2 separate regions of the Mus musculus genome follow, and region 2 is linked to region 1. Evidence: chromatin contacts called from public HiChIP or PLAC-seq data. All regions are on one chromosome and are shown on one strand. Each heading gives the region's core, a stretch centred on a gene start, on an enhancer-like site or on the middle of the called end of the contact. The rest is flanking DNA. Distances are from core to core; before and after follow the strand shown.

Region 1 (3,154 bases), core at 53-2,552:
CATATACCAAGCCTGGGTGTGGAGGTCGGAGGACAACTTGTGGGAATCAGTTCTTTCCTCTACCCTGTGAGATCTGGGAATTGAATTCCAGGTCATCAGTCTTGGTAGCTCATGCCTTTATCCACTGACCAATCCCACAAAGGTTTGGGGTAAGGAATATAACTTGACTCTCTCTCTCTCTCTCTGGGGAATATGCATCCAAGGGGGAAAAGAGACCCAAAGGAAAACCAGAAGATAATACAAAAAACTAAACCACTTTACAAAAAGTGAGGAACTGAACCAGTGGGGGGGGGGGCTGGTGGGGACACTATGAAATACAGAAGATGACTTTATTAAATAGACAAAGGTCAAAGGGGTCTGATGTGAGCCCTGAGGTTTCCTATCTGAAACTTAATCATAGAGTCAAGCCCTTGACCTATTAGGAATAGAGGAAGAAATAACTCATTTGGAAGCCACCATAATGAATTCATAATGAATTCAGTTTTGGGAACATTTCTCTTTCAGGGAAATCAAGTCCTTACTATACTGCTAAGATACAATGGGGTACAAGAAGAAATGCAGAAAGGAGATTGCCCCCAAAGATTGTTTTAAAAAGCAATCATGAATGCCTACTCTAAACTCCTTTATCCAGATAGAATCCCAGTGCTAACTACATGACTCACTTGTAGATACAGTGCTGGCCATTCATGAGTTATGCCCTCCTGACCTCACCCAACACTCTCTTTCTTCATTCTAATGTTATTTTAGTCATGTCTCATAGCAACATTTTGGGCAACAACTGGCCACACATACAGTGACAATTCTGTAAGATTGTATCTGCTAATAGTGACGTCATAGCCATTCCATTTGTGGAAACACTGTGATGTTCACATAACAATGAATGCATTTCTTAGAATGCATGTAATTTTTAAGAAATGTCTTATTGTGTTTGTACCTTGTAATAGTGATAACAAAACCCTTTTGTAATATAATTGTGAAAGCATCAATTAATTCCAACTATAATATTTTCTACATAAACCTGAAGACACAGTGATTTTTAAGTATCACTAGTATTTCTAGAAAACCACTAGCTAGACATTAAGTTTTGTACGTATCATTTCATTTAATCATGGAAATCATAAAACAATGGTGTAAGGTCGTTCTACCATCATCCCATTTTGCAGATCAGGAAATTGCAACACAGTGAGGTTAATATTAACTTGTAATAGGGCAAACTTCTCATCACATTTAGAATGGTCTGACCTCAGAGTCAATGTCCCTAAACACTACACCTACTTCCTTTCTGCCCAGATTCCTCCTCTCATGACATCATTTCCCTCTAGATCATGCTCCATGTCCCAGGGCATGGAGAGGTAACTATTTCCTCATACTGAAGGAATGGGCACCTCCAGAGGTAGGACTTAGTGTCACGAAGCCAGCTGTCATCATCTAACTGAACTAAATCTTCTCTGAGTCCCTACACACCAAGGTAGACAAGTGACAGACAAATACCTGTCATTGGGTGACCTAGTTGCTTTTTACTTACTTGATGTCTATAACAGGAGAGAGAGAGGGAGGGAGAGAAAGGGGATGGGAGGAAGGAAGAAAAGGGGGAGAAAAAAGAGGAAGGAAGGAAGGAAGGAAGGAAGGAAGGAAGGAAGGAAGGAAGGAAGGAAGGAAGGAAGGAAGGAAGGATAGCTCTAAAGCCAGCTTTGCTTATGTGTTTCAGGTTTTTCTGGTATTTAATTTGCCTGCATCTAGCCAGCATCAAAAGCGCCCTTCAGTGTTGTTATTCTTTCCTCTGAAAACTAACTCAGGAAGCCATGCACAGAGGCTTCAACTCTGATTGAGAGGGGAGTACTTGGAGTCCAATGTTCCTGGAGAGTTAAAAGTCACATGCGTCTAGCTCCCGGCTGCACAAGCCTGCCCAGACTATCTTTGTTTCAAGAGTGCTATTACTCTTTCCCCTAGATGGGCCATTCCTCCCACCCCCAACCCTTAAAGACAGGACTATATTCTTTCTAGAATGTCTACTTTGAGACTTTAAAAAGAAACTAGGAGCAATGGAATATAAGTGAAGATGGTGACTTCCTCAGTAGTACAAAAAGGGGCGGGCAGTGGATGGTGTTTTGAGAGCAACCATGAAGTCATTTGCTGTGGGAAGAACAGCATCATACAGCTTTGACTTCTCTGTGCTTTAAATGTATACCAGGAAAAAAAGTGATCATGGAAATGGAGTTTGGGAGGAGACTGTTTAGTATCTGAACTTCTAGGCTAAATTCTGTAGTTTAGGAAGCCATTGAATTAGTGCCTTGTTCTTAGTCAAGATGTCACCTGTCATCAAAACATGAACAGAAGTCTGCATCAAAGGGATGTGTCCCTATAATAGCACCATGACTTCCATTTGTCAGTACTTCCATTTTCATTTAGTTTAACTGTTTTGAGATAACATCTCACTCTGTAGCCCAGGTTGGTAAGAAATTCAGTGTATAGTTCAAGCTGGCCTTAAACTGACGTCAATCTCCCTGCCTCAGGTTGGTAGTCACTGTGCCTGGCTTTGAGCACTTTAAAAAAAAAAAAAAAAACTATCACTACTAGGTCAAATAAGATACAGTCTTAATTTTCAATGTTTTTGAAAGGAGATGTGACTTTTTAAGAATATTCCATGCCAGTTATTCTTTGCAATAATTTTTATTGTCTATGAGGTATTCAGTAGAATGGACTTTATCTGACTCTACTTAATCATTCTATTATTGCTCCTTGCAGCCCACCCAACATTTCCTTATTATAAGTCATATCTCAAAATATCATTTCCCAACTGAAAGATGACCTTGTAATACAGTTTCAAAAATATTCTTTTTAAGGTCAAAGATTATGAATATCTTAATGAATATGGAAATTTTTTCCAGGGAATTTTTTTTACTAGTTTGTTTTATCAACTAATATGTAGGAGCAGGTCCATTCATTTAGTCATTTGGTAAATTCTTAATATGTGCCCATCATATACTAATGTGCCATGTCTGTCAGAGTTTAACAAACATCTAATGAGGAAGACACAGAAGCAAAAGTAAACAACAGACCTCATAGATTTAATATAAGGCCTTGGAAGTTCCCTCAGAAGACCAGGCTCACAGAGCAGATTGGCCATGAGATGTGTGTTTCGCTAGGTGGGAGC
Region 2 (3,200 bases), core at 628-3,127, 76 kb after region 1:
TCTCTTCAAGACCTCTCTAATCTCTTGCTCACCAAATTTACTGGTGTGTTGTGTTGTTGTGTTGTGTTTTGTTGTGTTTTGTTTTGTTTTGTTTTGTTTTTCAAATCTTTCTCTTCCCTGCTTTCTAGCTTGAGCCCAGCATACATTTCCTTACCTTTTTGTGTTTTGGCTCTTTTGAAACCTCAAAATAGATTTCTGTATTTTTCTACTTAGTGAATACTCACTCGTGAGGGACTGTATTAATAAACACCAGAGTAGGCTGCTTAAAAGGGAGGAGACTCGTGAGCTTGCCTGTTTCTCAGGTGGCATCCTTGCTCGTCTGCTTCCAGCCATGAGATGTAGTAAGAACAAAAGCCTCACTTAAATCTTCACAGATTCTGACATCATACTCTTAGATTCCCCAACCTCCAGAAGAAGGTGTAAAAGCCATTTCTATGCTTTGTAAATTACCCAGCTACCTGAATTCTGTTATAGTTACAGAAAACAAACTAAGACAGCTCCATTGGTTAAAGACCAGTCTTAGCAGAAATTGGAAGGATACATTCACACCATTCACAGGAGGAACGACGGGAACAGCATTCACAGCAGGGGAATGGAATTTGCAGAATCAGAGGCAGGATGGGGAGGGGAGAGGCAGATGAACAAACAGCTGAGACAGGCTGTTTTGGATGACCAAGGTATGTTGTGTTGTGAGTTTATAAAGCCAAGGTAGATTATGACCAAACTGTTAATATCCTTGTAGATCACTAACATAGTAATTTCTTTTCTCAGATCTAAAGTCAATAGAAAAACACTTGAAGCATTTTAAGCCCTGGGTGTGTATGTATTATTCATTCTGACTACCAGCCTACAGTATGGGTAATATGAGCAATAATTTAACAGTAGCCCATGTGGCTGAACCTAGACCAATCACAAAATGTTAACAACCAGGATATAGGGTTCCAGCTTAAGGTAGGATGATGATGGTGATGTAGAGAAACTAATGGAGGATTGAAGAGGTATTACCAAGTAGAATTGTGGGGGCTGATTAGACTCCATCACAGGAGCAAGAGAGGAACAGGGCACCAATATTTCTGAAGTGGCTGACTCCATGAAAAAGGGGACATTTAGGACAACAACTGATTAAACTCAAAAAGACGAACAGCACAAACGAATCTATAATGAAGTGTGCAACTGCTGTATAATAATTTTGACTTTTTAAAGATGGTTGCTTTTTTAAAAAATAATTATTTTTCTAGATTTAGTTTCTATAATAAATCATCCTAGATTTAGATTCTAGAAGTAGAAAATGTAGGATGTTCTCATAAACTCAGTAGCAAGGCTACAATGGTGTTTTCACATGCCACATAGATTTTACATCTCTGACCATAGATCGTATCCTGGAACTTCATCTCGTATTATTTTCCAAAGCCAGCTGTGAGGCTCGAGTTTTAGTGGCCATCAGCTATGGATTTCCCAGTCCTGTTCTCCAACCATTTGATCTGACATCAAAACATCATACTCTCCTTCTTACTCCTGACAAATCCTTATCTGCTAGACTGAGACTACAACTTCTTTTTCAACACTATCATTCCTTTTTTGCCTCTAGTTGGAAACTCCCTGTCCACACTGCTTGCCAGGGCCATTCTTCCAGTGTCAAGAGCTTGTATTGTTTCTCATTCCAAGTCTCCCTGAAAGCCCTTGTCCTGTCTTAGTTAACTGATCATTCCCAAATGAAGCCTAGGATTTGATTAATGGCATTCCTCTGCTTTCTTAAGCTTACAACCGCGTTATCTTGAACGCTCCTATTTTCCATAATCACTGAATAAGGCTCTGTGCAGAATTGAAACTTCTTTTCTGTACTTCCGGGGCCAAAGAACAAGGGCGGATCCTGATTTTGTGAAGGTAAACGTCACTATTTGGTTTTCTTAGGTCTATAATGTAGTAGCAAAGGTTATCTTCTCCAGGACACTATGATTGACACTACCTGGATTTCCAGTTTGTGGTGATGATAAAAATATTTGCTGATACAGGTAAGATGTAAGATCAAAGTGTCCCATAATTCAGAACCAACATATCGGGACAACTCTTCTGATGATTCACCTGAATCTGCTAAAAGCTTTACATGAGTAAGAAATTAATGCATTTAATCATAACCTTTTAACAAAGCAAAACGTTATTTATTCTGACTGACATAGTCACCAAGTTTTACCTAATTGAAAATATGAGAGAGTGATTGTATCTGTCATTCCTGCCAGAAAACTGTAATCAATTCCAAAGACATAAATAAAGAATTAATTAGACTAATCATGACACGATGGAATAGAGACATCCACTGGGGGAAGACAACATTTCAATATAAAGTTATTGAAAGGTACCTAAGGTATACTGTTAGGAAAGGGGGCGCAGGGAAGCAAGGGAGCTACGTTTCAGTATAAGGTCATTGAAAGATATCCAACGTGTACTGTTCAGAAAGGGGAAGAAAGGGAGCAGGCAGGCCGACAGCAATCTTCACCTCTCCCTTTGTTCCCCCATTCTCATCCCTAGCACTGCAAAAGGGCACTTGCTGCAGCCTTCCCTTCTGCTGCCACCCACACATCTCCCATGGATCCCACACACCTTCCCCTCCTTACCTTCCTCCCCTCTAGTCATTTTATCCCAGCCTCCAACTCCAGCAGGCACTCTCTATGAACCAACAGGTCGTTCCTCTCAGGAAAGTAAGCAGTCTTTCTGCCGGTCTCCACCTCTCCCTCCATTTTTCTAGATCCAACCCCCCAGTCTCATCCCCAGCTGTACAGCAGAATCCAACCCCCTTCATAATAAAAGTTCAAAAGGATACAAGGCACATACCTAAACATAAAAAAGGCAATAACACAGCAAGCCAACAGCAAGTGTCAAATTACATTGAGAGACAGTCAAAGAAATTTCACTAAAATTAGGAACAAGACATACCTTTTCAATTTGGTATGTGAAGTCATAGCTAGAGCAATAAGACAATTGAAGGAGATCAAGTGGGTACAAACTGGAAGAGAAGAACTCCAAGTATCATTATTTCCAGATGACATGGAAGTATACATAAACTACCCTAAAAATCCCACTAGGGATTCCTACAACTGATAGACACTTTCAGCAAAGTGGCTAGATATAAAATTAAGCCAAATTCAGTAGCCCTCCTATATATTAATGATGAAAATGAGAATAAGATCAGGGAAACAACACCT

The links. HiChIP or PLAC-seq counts read pairs in DNA pulled down with a chosen protein or histone mark.
Region 2: an H3K4me3 HiChIP or PLAC-seq map of intestinal villus epithelium shows a contact between it and region 1, with 5 read pairs. The contact joins two enhancer-like sites. A contact is called at or near these places in 1 of 484 Hi-C or Micro-C datasets (the N1E-115 cell line) and 1 of 115 datasets of contacts at active chromatin or transcription factors (intestinal villus epithelium).

What each region holds. Positions count from the first base shown.
Region 1 is chr10:107,933,004-107,936,157 of GRCm38.p6, forward strand. No RefSeq gene overlaps it. Among named protein-coding and RNA genes, the nearest start is that of Gm29685, 12 kb to the right of the region's middle. Within about 2 kb of position 1,303, at least 32 of the 459 cell types and tissues checked have an H3K27ac peak or open chromatin away from gene starts, as enhancers often do. A contact at or near this core is called in intestinal villus epithelium, where this site is marked.
Region 2 is chr10:108,008,429-108,011,628 of GRCm38.p6, forward strand. No RefSeq gene overlaps it. Among named protein-coding and RNA genes, the nearest start is that of Gm29685, 63 kb to the left of the region's middle. Within about 2 kb of position 1,878, at least 8 of the 459 cell types and tissues checked have an H3K27ac peak or open chromatin away from gene starts, as enhancers often do. A contact at or near this core is called in intestinal villus epithelium, where this site is marked.